Linked DNA regions of Mus musculus: all the other regions are linked to region 2. Evidence: chromatin contacts called from public HiChIP or PLAC-seq data. All regions are on one chromosome and are shown on one strand. Each heading gives the region's core, a stretch centred on a gene start, on an enhancer-like site or on the middle of the called end of the contact. The rest is flanking DNA. Distances are from core to core; before and after follow the strand shown.

Region 1 (4,080 bases), core at 134-2,633, 510 kb before region 2:
CCGCAAGCCTGCAACTTCCAACGCCCCCTTTATCTTTCAAGATCATAATTTTTATCTAAATTAATGTGAACAGTAACAGAGACAATTTATTGGGTGTTAAAGCTCAAGCATCAATCACAGTACAAATGTGTTTACCATCATGATATTTAAATCTTAGCTAACTAAAATTATAGCAAAATCTGAGAGACAAGCAATGTTATCCTTACTATCTTGCAGGACAAACCCAATAGCCCAAATCACAAGCTGAATGCATTTTCAGTTGTGCGATCATCTAATTCAGAATACTTGGATCTCCCTTAGGACTTTGAACTTGGAGAGAGCTAAAGCCAGGTCTGTTACTGATCAGTCCTTTTAGAAGCCAGCTTGGCATGTACAATGTGCCCACTATGTATTTACTGATTGGGATAATGAGTATTTGAATGCATAATGAAGTAGGACACATTTTCATATGGAAAGTAACTGGGAATTCCTTTTGTTCTGCAATCCAAGTCAGTCACCTATGAGATTGTTTACAAAATTCTAGACAGATGCTTGCAAATGAGAAAAATGGCATTCACAGTCCTGGAGATGGTGTGGAACATCCTCCACTCTTCATTTTGATGACCATCTGCTCCACTTCCAAATGAGGTACCAATTCAGTTTAATTTAGCTCACAGTTAAAGATGAAAGGGCTTCCCCCTCCCTTCTAGTCCTCTGGGGCTCCTGAAATAGAGGAACTCACACTCACAATTACACACAAAGGCACTTGCATCTTGTATTAGGTAGATCCAAACCTGTAGCTGTACTAGAAGCTGAAACTTTCTGAATCTGAACATGAGAGGACTCTATACTTGTGTAGCCACCCAACATGGTTTTAATGCTTGCATAGAGAGACTTTTCCCTGGTGGTTTGTGGCCAGCTACTTCCTGCTGGGGATCCCCAGAACTGCTGCCCTTGTTTTCCCATCAGATACTACAAGAGGTCCTGGGAAGGGCATGTTTGAGTCCTCAAAACTCTGGTTCCAAATGAAGTGCATCATTCCCACTTGCTCCTCTTTGCTAGAAAGTCTAACTCTGGGGACTTCTAAGGGACACAGGAAAATGCCATTTGTCAGCACAGAAGAAAAAAAAAGAGAGAGAGAGAAACTAGTTGGGTGAATTCCTGGGTGTCTTCCTTCCACTCCTCTCAATCAAGCAAGGCAAAGGAATGTTTGAGGTCAGTACACAAGGCCCTGGAAGGTCAAAGAGGAAGCTTTGCCTGTGGGCCAGGCAGAAACAGTGATATTCTTAATACGAAAGGGCAACAGTCATAACTGAAGTTGATGCCAAGAGAGATGAGGACAGGAAGGAGAGAGGGCAGGAAGGGGTGGGTACAGAGAGGATCAAGGGCAGGAAGGGTTAGGGACAGGGAGGAGTGAGGGCACAAAGGGGTGGGGACAGAGCAGGAAGGGGTAGGGACAGGAGGGAATAAGGATAGGAGGAGGTGGGGCTGGAAGAATTGAGGACAGAATGGAGTGAGGGCAGGAAGGGTTAGGGACAGGAAGGGGTGGTAACAGGAAGGGAGGAAGAGAGGGAGGGAATAAGGCAGGGAAAGAGAAGTGAGCCTTTGTATGTGTGAGAGTCAGGCAGAAAAATTTTTAATAATCTTTTTGTCTTGCTTTTTTTGTCTTCCTTCTATAAGTAATTAAATAACAAACAGATTCAACCCTTCACCACAAATATCTTAGTCCCTAATGTGAAAATATGAAATAATTAGGGGATTTGCTGTGTAAGGATTTTAATGGCATAGACAACTTCTGTTTTCAAGACTGCACTAATTATAGAGGATGAGACCGAACAAAGGGAAGAGCAGCAATTAGCGGAGCAGCACTTCCTACAAAGCAGTTTCCTTCAGGAGCTTTGCTGAATTCATGTCTGTATTAGAACAATAGTCTTCTAGGACATCACTTTTGGAAGAAGACTTCAGTGACTTTAGAAACTCCAGACTTGGCCACCTTTTACTTGATGATGGTGACAGAATAGAGGGTGTTTACAATCTAGTCTAAATGGTGATGGGTAAATAGCAGGCCCATGTAAAGAGAAGAGGCCTGCTGTGTCTGCGGTCTCCCACGCCTTGGCTTGGTGAGCATATTCAGTGAGCTCTTTCTCACACTCCTTAGAGATAATAGTGTATATGAAAGCACGGGGCCCAGAGCTGAGGCTGTATTAAAAAACTAACTTTTAATCTCAGATCAATTCCCTTCTCTTCTCCCACTTTCGTTTCTTTTATCAAGATTTCATTCACCTCAAATAAAAATCCTTAAGCTACAAGAATGGCTGAGATATCAGATGAATGGACTTCTTCTAAACCCTCGGAAGTCCAATAAAGGCCCTCTCCACATTAGAGGCTCTATCTGAGCAGTGTCAAGGATAAGGAAGGACCTGGGCTGTTTAATCTCAGGGGAGGGCTGACTCAGCCCCTCCTTCCAAAGAGGATGGACTGCAGGTCACAATACGAAGTGCTTTTTCTCTTCTCTTCTCTTCTCTTCTCTTCTCCCTCTCCCTCTCTCTCTCTCTCTCTCTCTATCTCTGTAGAGGGCCATATTCTGCTTGCAAACAAAACCTTAGGTGCAAAAGACAATACCCACGCCATGCAAACCCTAGAGGTTCTGTAAAGGGTCCTTTGAACATTTGTGCTTTTTTCCGGGGTTTTGTTGGTAGAAAATTCAAAATTGATATGAAGAAATGAAAGGGTTCCAAAATTCCCCAATATTACACATTATGTAGTGGAAACTATTGAGGGCTGCCTATCCTAGTCTTCAGGGCAGCTTAGTGTGAATTGAAAAGATAATGGCGTTCCTCTTTCTCCACATCCTTGCCAGCATCCTGCTGTCACCTGAAGTTTTGATCTTAGCCATTCTGACTGGTGTGAGGTGGAATCTCAAGGTTGCTTTGATTTGCATTTCCCTCATGATTAAGGATGTTGAACATTTTTTTCAGGTGCTTCTCAGCCATTCGGTATTTCTCAGTTGAGAATTCTTTGTTTGGCTCTGAACCCCATTTTTAATAGGTTATTTGAATTTCTGAGGTCCTGCTTCTTGAGCTCTTTGTATATATTGGATATTAGTCCCCTATCAGATTTAGGATTGGTAAAAATTCTTTCCCAATCTGTTGGTGGCCTTTTTGTCTTATTGACAGTGTATTTTGCCTTATAGAAGCTTTGCAATTTTATGAGGTCCCTTTTGTCAATCCTCGATCTTACAGCACAAGCCATTGCTGTTCTGTTTAGGAATTTTTCTAAATTCTAAAATTCTATGGTTTTAGCTCCTTTGTCAAAGATCAAGTTACCATAGATGTGTGGACTCATAGCTTGTACTATTCTCAAAGAGCCTCTGGTAGAATCACCATGCCTGACATTAAGCTGTACTACAAAGCAATTGTGATAAAAACTGCATGGTACTTGCACAGTGACAGACAGGTAGATCAATGGAATAGAATTGAAGACCCAGAAATGAGTCCAAAGGAGCTAAAAACATTCAGTGGAAAAAAGACAGCATTTTCAACAAATGGTGCTGGCACAACTGGCGGTTATCATGTATTAGAATGCGAATTGATCCATTTTTATCTCCTTGTACATAGCTCATATCTTTGAGAATAGTTTTTGCTATCCTAGGTTTTTTGTTATTCCAGATGAATTTGTAAATTGCCCTTTCTATCTCAGTGAAGAATTGGGTTGGAATTTTGATAGGGATTGCAGTGAATCTGTACATTGCTTTCAGCAGGATAGCCATGCTCCACTACTGGTGGGATTGCAAGCTTGTACGAGCACTCTGGAAGTCAGACTGGAGGTTCCTCAGAAAATTGGACATAATACTACTGAAAGATCCAGCAATACCTCTCCTGGGCATATACCCAGAAGAAGTTCCAACTGGTAATAAGAACACATGCTTCACTATGTTCATAGCAGCCTTATTTATAGTAGCCAGAAGCTGGAAAGAACCCAGATGTCCCTCAACAGAAGAATGGATACAGAAAATGTGGTACATTTACACAATGGAGTACTACTCAGCTATTAAAAACAATGAATTTATGAAATTTTTGGACAAATGGATGTATCTGGAGG
Region 2 (4,275 bases), core at 1,596-4,095:
ATTGCTTATAGAAACTAGCAGCTATTCCACCCATTGCTACCAACAAAAGGTGTTGTCTCCTCCTCCCTACCCTTATGGCCAGTGTCACTGTGCCTGCACATAAGCATGCTTCTACTTCTGTCCTAATTTATGGACATGCACATCACTCTCTGAGCTTTAATATATTTACTCTCATTGTTCTTAAAATTTATTTCTCCAAAAGGAATTATTTTTCAAAGTAGAAACCCCCCTTTAAAAGGCCACCATAAAATAAGTACATTATTGTATTCTAAGACATGCAACTTACCCTTATATATAATACAATCTACTTAGAAGTTACTTGATAACAACATGAAAAGCACTTTATTAGCCAAATGCTAAAATTCTTCCAAGAAGTTCCATCTTTAATATTGGACGGTATTATTTAATTCATTTGGATTTAAGTTTCTTTGGAATTTTTTATCAATAATGTGTACCACATTTTAAACTTAGTACCTTCATACTAAGCCATCATGGACAAAGACATATTTTTGTCAGCTCACAGATTTGTGTAAAAAAAAAATTCCCACAAACTAAAAGTAACCATTTAGTATGTTAATAACATCCATAAAGTCCTGAATGTTGTAATAATTTAAAAGTTGTTATAATTAAAAAAAATCATCTGGAGGCAGGTGAATCTTGACTACAAATCTAACAACATACACCTTATAAATATATCAGAAAAAGAGGCTTTGGAGCCAGAAATCATGACTGTTAAAAACAAATATTCAGTAGCAATTTCTAATAAAGCTTCAGAAATAAAATTAACACCGCTACCTCTTTATTGGAAGTTGCTCATCTCTTTTTAGAATAACATAGCTAGGTTTTGCAAACTACAAAGATGGGGGTTTTGCACAGATCCCTCCTTGCTGCCCACACTATTCCTCTGGGGTGCCATACTTTCGTTTTCACTATTCAAGCAAACCAGAAAGGAGCCCAAGCAAAGCTGTTTCTCACTCTGGCATGTTGTTATTGTTGTTGTGGTGGTGGTGGTCTATGAAATTTGTCCAGTGGTCGGACAACAGAATCCCCATTAGATTCCCCAACAGATAACCCAGCTTCAAACAGGGAAATTGGTGTAGGCAGTTCAAGATCCCAGATCCCTGTGTTGAGCCAGTTTTTGGTTTTCCCAACCCTGCCAGGCAGGGGAGCTGCCCTCCCCACCTCTACAGCTTCCTGCAATCCCATCTCTGGTCACAGTCTTTCCCGGGCTGAGCCAGAGAGGGGAAAGTGCCTTGGTGCTGAAATATCTCATGAAGTTTCGAAAGGAGAGATCCTTACGGAGACAATAGATCCCAGAGAAAAGTCTCTAACGTTAAGTTTGTGCGTCCTATACAGGGATGGGGGAATCACTGTCCTGAGCAGCGAGCTCTAGACTCAGCCTGAGAGCACTACTCAGAAATAGCAGAGCATAATTGGTCTTCTGCGGAAAGGTTGCAGTGTAAGTGGAACTTGAAATGGCTTTACAAAACGGAACATGTAAGAAAAACAAAAAGAACAAAAACAAAAATCAGCATATGTCCTGGAAGAAGCTGGATATAAAAACCTGGTTCCCTTTGAATTAACGTGTTCCAAGTCTGGTAGCCCAGACCCCAGCAGGCTTGAAGTTTCTGACTGCGCAGCCGCTCTCCCAGTATCTGTCCCAGGACACACCAGTCCCAAACACGATGACACACCTGTCAGGGCTGCGAGGGAGGAAGTGCCTGCTCCAGGACATTCCTCCAATGTCCGCACTAGCACCACTCCACCTCTGCCCATTTGTCCAGTTGCGACCACCTTAGCTCAAAGGCGTAGTCCTCTGGAGTGGAATTCATTTCACCCCAAATCTGCGCTCCTGAAAAGTGAACTGAGCCTCCCACGCGGGGTTTCTGCCACCTATAAGTGGCCAGTCCCCAAGCCTAGCCTCTGGCCCTCGCCCCTTATCAACTTCTCTTTGCTTCAGCAAGGCTGATCAACCATTACTTTCTGCTCCAAAGTCCCTGGCGTAAAGTGAGACTTTGGGGAGCCTCGGTGAATGCGCTTCTCCCCCAGCGCGCTAGACCCAAGGGCTCCTTTTCATTAAGGCAATAAAGTTCAATTTGCCCGGCTCCTTCTATGCCAGAGGAGACTTTTCAATGCACCGAGTTCTCCGTCCCAGCGCGCTCAAAACATCCTGTTCATTCCAGCCCGGATCCTTGAAGGACATCAGTCTACATAAAGGGGACCTACTCCTCTCCTTTCAAAGTGCCCCAAACCTCGTGCGTGTGCGCGCGCACACTCATACCCACACTCTCTCACACACAATGCCATCCACGCGCTGTCAAAGTCTGTCACTGCCTAAGCCAGAAGGCAGGAGCTGAAGCCGCACCGGCGCGAGCATCAGCCTGGCCAGGCAGCAGAACTCGCTGTCTAGGTCCCAAACATCCTTGTCCGGATGCTCCGGCCACTAGGAGCTTGTAAGCACCCCAAGATTACAAGGCGGTCTGGAGAGCCGCACCTTACCCGCGGGACGCGCCGTCTCTGGCCGTTCTGCTGGCCCGCGGGCCACAGGGACGCTGCAGCCGGGGTCCCGAAGATGCTTATTCTCCGCTGCCGCTGCCCGGATCCCTGGCGCCAGCATCACTTCTCCCCCGCCTCCGCCTCCTCGTGCTCAGCTCGCGCGCCCGCCCCTCCCGGCGGCCTCCTGCAAGCCCCGCGGTGCTGGCAGCGCGCGGTGGACGGCGGCGGAGGCGGCAGCGGCGCCCGCGCGGGCTCGCTCAGCTGCACCAGCCGAGCAGCCGCGGCGGCAGCCGGAGCACCGGAGCCGGGTTGCGCTTCCCCGGCGACGGTTCTGGCCTCGGCGACTGACAACGCCCGGCAGCCAATCGCCGCCTCGCCCCGCGCGGCGGGGGGAGACCAATCAGAGCGGAAGGCCCAAGGTTTGCCTCCGCCTTTGCTCAGCAGGCTTGTTTCCGGGAGAGGATGCTGCTGGGGTGTGGGATGGAGGGGGAGGCAGGGCTGGGGCGACGGGTGGGGGACTTGGGCCCCGAAGCCCAAGCCCAAGACACAGGGAAGAAGCCCGGCCCACAAATGTGGACCCCGGGCGCTTTTTGTCTACCCTCGAAGAGCATCTTGGCATGACCCGACACTCCCGGGTAACTGTCCCCAGAGCCTTGGCACGGAGGTTCAGTGTCCTGGCATCACTATGCAGAGGTCTTGGGACCCGAGTAGAAGCGGCGCTACTGGAGAGCGAATCCCTGGAGGTGGTCGCCGCCTTGAAGGAAGCAAGCAAAGTCACCAGACAGCGCCCCCGTCCTTCTAGGTTTGGCAGCTGAAAAGTGGTACCTCCACTAGTGATCAGCCTGGAGATGTCCAAGGAAGGAGATACATTGAGGAACGTTTTTCAAAGTTCCTTGCAGAGTGGACCTTTCATGTTTGCTCTCCATAGAAACGTCAACCCCGCAGAACAACCACTACGGGAAAATAACCAAACAAAACCAAAGGAAACCAAACAGTGACTGTGTGAGCAGGCTAGTTAATTACCTAGCCCTTGCACGTTGGTTTTATTTACTCATATGGAGAGCATCAAGCCTAACTGATCCAAGAGGTTTTGCTTTAAGAGTTCGTGTGCGAATGTGACTGAACATTAAGTGACAATGTTTGATAGGAAACGGAAACAGAAACCTTTCTTGCCTGTCCTAATCTTTCCCTCAAACACTAATAATCTTTCCTTGTAGAGTATTTTAATTTTCCAGTGCAGTTATGCCAAAATCGCCATCAAAACAGCCCAGAGGACTACTTAAAAGCTTCCGCACTTAATTTCTAGAAACAAGGAAAACAAAATTAAAACTGTTTACACAAAGGCTTGTAGAAGAAAGGGACAGTCTCCAAATGACCCTTGTTCTCCAATGGAGACAGTAAAAGTCACCTCACAATGCTTTTTGTGAGTGTTTTTAAAAGAAAAAAATCATAGCTACATCATTTTCTGATAAAAATGACTTTGTTACTCGGTATGATCCTTTCTTTTTATTTCTATGCTGTTATTCATGTTGCTAGTTATTAAGGGGCTCGATTGTTTTTGCAATCAACACCACTCTTTTCTTCATTTACCTTTTTAGAAAGGAAGAGAGGGAGGGAGAGAGGGAGGGAAGGGAGAAAAATAAGAGAGAAGAAAGAGGGAGAGAGAGAGAGAGAGAGAGAGAGAGAGAGACAGACAGACAGACAGACAGACAGACAGACAGAGTGAGAATTATTATTTGATTTCCAGAACAAGCCATGCACAAACTTCTTGGACTTGTT
Region 3 (3,843 bases), core at 838-3,337, 590 kb before region 2:
CTCTTGTCAGAGTATGCCTGGGCGTAGCAAACATAGAAGTGGATGCTCACTGTCGACTATTGGATGGATCACATGGCCCCCAATGAAGGAGCTAGAGAAAGTACCCAAGAAGCTAAAGGGATCTGCAACCCTATAGGTGGAACAACATTATGAACTAACCAGTACCCCGGAGCTCTTGACTCTAGCTGCATATGTATCAAAAGATGGCCTAGGCGGCCATCACTGGAAAGAGAGGCCCATTGGACACACAAACTTTATATGCCCCAGTACAGGGGAACGCCAGGGCCAAAAAAGGGGAGTGGGTGGGTAGGGGAGTGGGGTGGGTGGCTATGGGGGACTTTTGGTATAGCATTGGAAATGTAAATGAGCTAAATACCTAATAAAAAATGGAAAAAAAAAAGAATTCAGATCCACAAGATACAAGATACACAATTCAGAGAGAACCATTATCCAAACGCCAGAAATTTTTAACTCTCTGAAAAAAAATGAAACAAACAACAAAACAAATAAACAAAAACCTAACCAAACAAGAGTAAAGAAATAAACCAGAGATATAAAAAGATACCTGAAAAAGAAGGTCTACACGTGGCAAATAGTAGCAGAGAAGATGCCTGTGCCATCAGAGAAATTCGAAGTAAAACAGTAATTAGGTACCAGTACCCACAAGCAAGGTTCAAACCCAGAGCATCAGTGCTATTTACCCCAAGGAATCAAAATCTTCTGTCTATACAAAAACTTGCTTGCTGATGTTTTCAGTGGTTTTATTAACTTGGAATCAGCCTAGATAGATGATAAGATTAACTATAAACTGGGGTGTATGCAAGAATACACTAGTGTTTAAGTAACAAACAAAATTACCTTTCAGGCCATGGAGAAAAATGTACAAAAACATAAATGCTCACAACAAAGAAAAAAAAAAAAAAAGACAGTGTCATGTGATCCCAGCTCGATTGCTCTGAAGAAGGCAAAATATGGAGGTCAGTGGTTGTCAGCGGGTTGTAGGGGATGAAAGATAATTAAGGCAGACAACAGGGTTGTGGAGCCCTGGAAACACTTTCCCATTTAGTGCTGGAGACATGAACATATACGTCTGTTTAGAGCCACAGAATGTATAGCACAAAGAGGAGAACCTAATGTAAACCACAGACAAACTCCGGATGATTGTCAGTGTAGGTATTTGTTTATTGTAACAAGCGTAACCACTCTGATGGTAGACTCTGATAAGCAGGTTGGCTGGTTATTAGTGAGACATTTGTGGTCCTCTAGTTCAATTTTTCTGTGAAAGTAAAACTGTTCTCAAGCATAAAAGGCTAACAAATGTACAAATATTTTAATTCCTTGAATATGCATAGACACTATAGGATGCCCGAGAATATATTAATATTTTTCTATTTTTCCCGCCATGATAATGTTTTGGTAATTTACTGAAAACAAATAAAAACAGTGACTAGATCATGCCAAAGTTAATAATTAATCATGTGTTTGTAGGCTGTGTACCTGGTAGGGACCATGTGGAGAGACAGTCTGTGGAAGTTTCATATCTGCATTCAAAAGTGTTTCTTTTTACTAATAATCCCGATTTCATGGCAGTGTTGTGCCTAATAATGCCCCTTCCCAAGGATGTTTGCATTCTAATATCTGAAATTTGCAAACATGTTCTTCCAGGCAGTAAAGGAGAATGAAGGCAGCAGATAGAATTATGATTGCTAGCCAGTTGACTCTAATGTCAGTAGACCTTTCTGGATTAGCTATTGGGTGGAAAGAAAGCACAGAGGCTGTTTGAGTATGTGAGGAAGGACGAAAGAGGGAGGAGAGGGGGGAGAGAGAGAAGAGAGGGGAGCGAGGGGAGAGAGAGGAGAAAGGGGGGAAGGAGAGAGGGAAGAGAGGGGAAAGAGAAGAGAGGGGAAAGAGGGGAGAGAGAGGAGAGGGGAGTGAGGAGAGAGGAGAGAGAGGGGAGAGAGAGGAGAGAGGAGAGAGAGGGGAGAGAGGGGAGAGAGGAGAGAGAGGGGAGAGAGGGGAGAGAGAGGAGAGAGGGGAGAGAGGGGAGAGAGGGGAGAGAGGAGAGATTGGCTGCTTCTGTTGACTGTGAAGACAGAGGGAAGGCGCCTTGTGCTAAGACTGCATATGGAAAGGTACAGTGGTCTCTTATACTCTGGAATGCATTGAATGCAGAGCCATCAGCATCTTCATTTTAACCCACAAGATCCCAGTAAGATTTGAGATCTGCAGAACCATAAAGTTACAGACCTGTACCCTGGTCTGCTAAATGTTTGGTAATTTGTTACAGCAGGGATCGGTTCTAGGGATGTTTAGTAAATGTGACTTGGGGTGCTGTCAATCTAAAGTCAGTAGATGTGACCGAGAAGAAAATGAACTCCAATGGTCCTTTAGAAACCTGTGCTTACTCAGCTTATGAATTAAATTTGGATAGAGAGGAGGCAGACCCCTCTAGGCCCCATCCCTCCTTCCTTCCTCCTCCCTCCCTCTTTCCCCTTTTCTTTCTGAATGGATCCATTGTCCACCTCTCATGCTGAAACATTTGCTTTCTGCTGTTATTTTCCCTATTGGGATTTGTCAGTAGAAATTTCTTCCAGACTGTCAACTTGCTGATAAATATCTCCAATTTCCAGCACTGCCCCACCTCTGTGACTCACCTCGGTCTCTTACCGATATCGCAGTCAGAATGCTAAGAAGGGTGAGTGGGCTCCATTGCCTCCACCTGGAAGCCAGGCCTGCAAAGTGTACTGTGGCTGTGAGGCCTGGTTGTGTCCTCAGCGGGAACCACACTCTGTACACTACCCCTCACCCGTGGCACTTGCTTTGTTTTGCTATCGGAAGCCCATCTCTTCTCTGAACTCTTACTGCACCAAAGCCTGTCTGGGTTCAGTTGGACAGGTACTTACGTTGTCATTTGTCATCTATAATCGTCGACCTTTGAAACTGGCTTTAGTTGCTTGCCTCCAATTCACAACCTTGAGCACTCTGTGAAAACATGGTCTGCTTTCATCCTAAAGGCTAGACACAATGTGTTTTCTCCTCCAGAGACCCAGCTGTGCCCTTTTCTCCAAACCTAACGTGGCTTTCCTGACTGTAGGCTAGACACAGGTGATTTATTGAACCACATCTGTAATATGTCTTTGATTCTTTTATGCTCTCTGAGAACCTTCTGTATCCTTAAATGAAAAGCACTTGGCAGGTAGTTAACCTTATCTCCCTCTGCCACAGTTCTATTTCATGCTAGTATCAATGAATCCAACTCCTAAGCTGTCTGCTGCTTGTACTGAAACAATCCATATGTGACAATCTAGCCTAAACAAATCATAGAGTCATTGATCTTTAGTGTCGAAAAGGGCCTTAAAGTAACTTAATGATACATATTGACTTGAGAATTGCATGCTACAGCATTATATCATTCATGATGTAAAACTATATGCACATGTATGTGTGGGTGTATATATACTCATATATAAGTATATATTATATATATGAAGGCATTTAAATATTAAATATTTAAAATATGTCTATGTATGTTTGCCATCAAAGGGCACACATGGAAACATTAATAGGATTGTTTCTGAGTGGGAATAATTTGCTGTTCTTGGTCTTCCTTCTTACATAAAAATAAAAACCCTCTACTAATTCTAAAATTAACTTATAGAAAATAATGGGAAATTGCTTTTACATTTTCAAAGGGAAGAGTCTTCCATCAGGAATTCTATGGCAGCCTGCTCACTTATCAATGAGAGGACAGAATGAGACAGGCTTAGATCTGACGCCACTGTAAGTTTCCCCTCAATACGTTCCTTTCAGAAAGCTCAGTGATGGGTATATGCTAATACAGTA

What was found. HiChIP or PLAC-seq counts read pairs in DNA pulled down with a chosen protein or histone mark.
Region 1: a contact with region 2 is called in an H3K4me3 HiChIP or PLAC-seq map of the 230-238 cell line, with 14 read pairs. The contact joins the enhancer-like site here to the promoter of B3galt1 in region 2. A contact is called at or near these places in 8 of 115 datasets of contacts at active chromatin or transcription factors (the 230-238 cell line, SST interneurons, acute myeloid leukemia and 4 more).
Region 3: a contact with region 2 is called in an H3K4me3 HiChIP or PLAC-seq map of neural tube, with 4 times the contacts expected there. The contact joins the enhancer-like site here to the promoter of B3galt1 in region 2. A contact is called at or near these places in 8 of 115 datasets of contacts at active chromatin or transcription factors (the 230-238 cell line, embryonic basal ganglia, embryonic forebrain and 4 more).

The regions. Positions count from the first base shown.
Region 1 is chr2:68,077,499-68,081,578 of GRCm38.p6, reverse strand. All of the region lies in intron 5 of B3galt1 (UDP-Gal:betaGlcNAc beta 1,3-galactosyltransferase, polypeptide 1), which reads right to left. It also overlaps the pseudogene Gm13607. Among named protein-coding and RNA genes, the nearest start is that of Mir6335, 300 kb to the right of the region's middle. Within about 2 kb of position 1,383, at least 13 of the 459 cell types and tissues checked have an H3K27ac peak or open chromatin away from gene starts, as enhancers often do. A contact at or near this core is called in the 230-238 cell line, where this site is marked.
Region 2 is chr2:67,564,259-67,568,533 of GRCm38.p6, reverse strand. B3galt1 (UDP-Gal:betaGlcNAc beta 1,3-galactosyltransferase, polypeptide 1) reads right to left here and starts at 2,845. Exons shown (of 6, transcript NM_001379327.1): 1 at 2,500-2,845.
Region 3 is chr2:68,149,190-68,153,032 of GRCm38.p6, reverse strand. No RefSeq gene overlaps it. Among named protein-coding and RNA genes, the nearest start is that of Stk39, 320 kb to the left of the region's middle. Within about 2 kb of position 2,087, at least 6 of the 459 cell types and tissues checked have an H3K27ac peak or open chromatin away from gene starts, as enhancers often do. A contact at or near this core is called in neural tube, where this site is marked.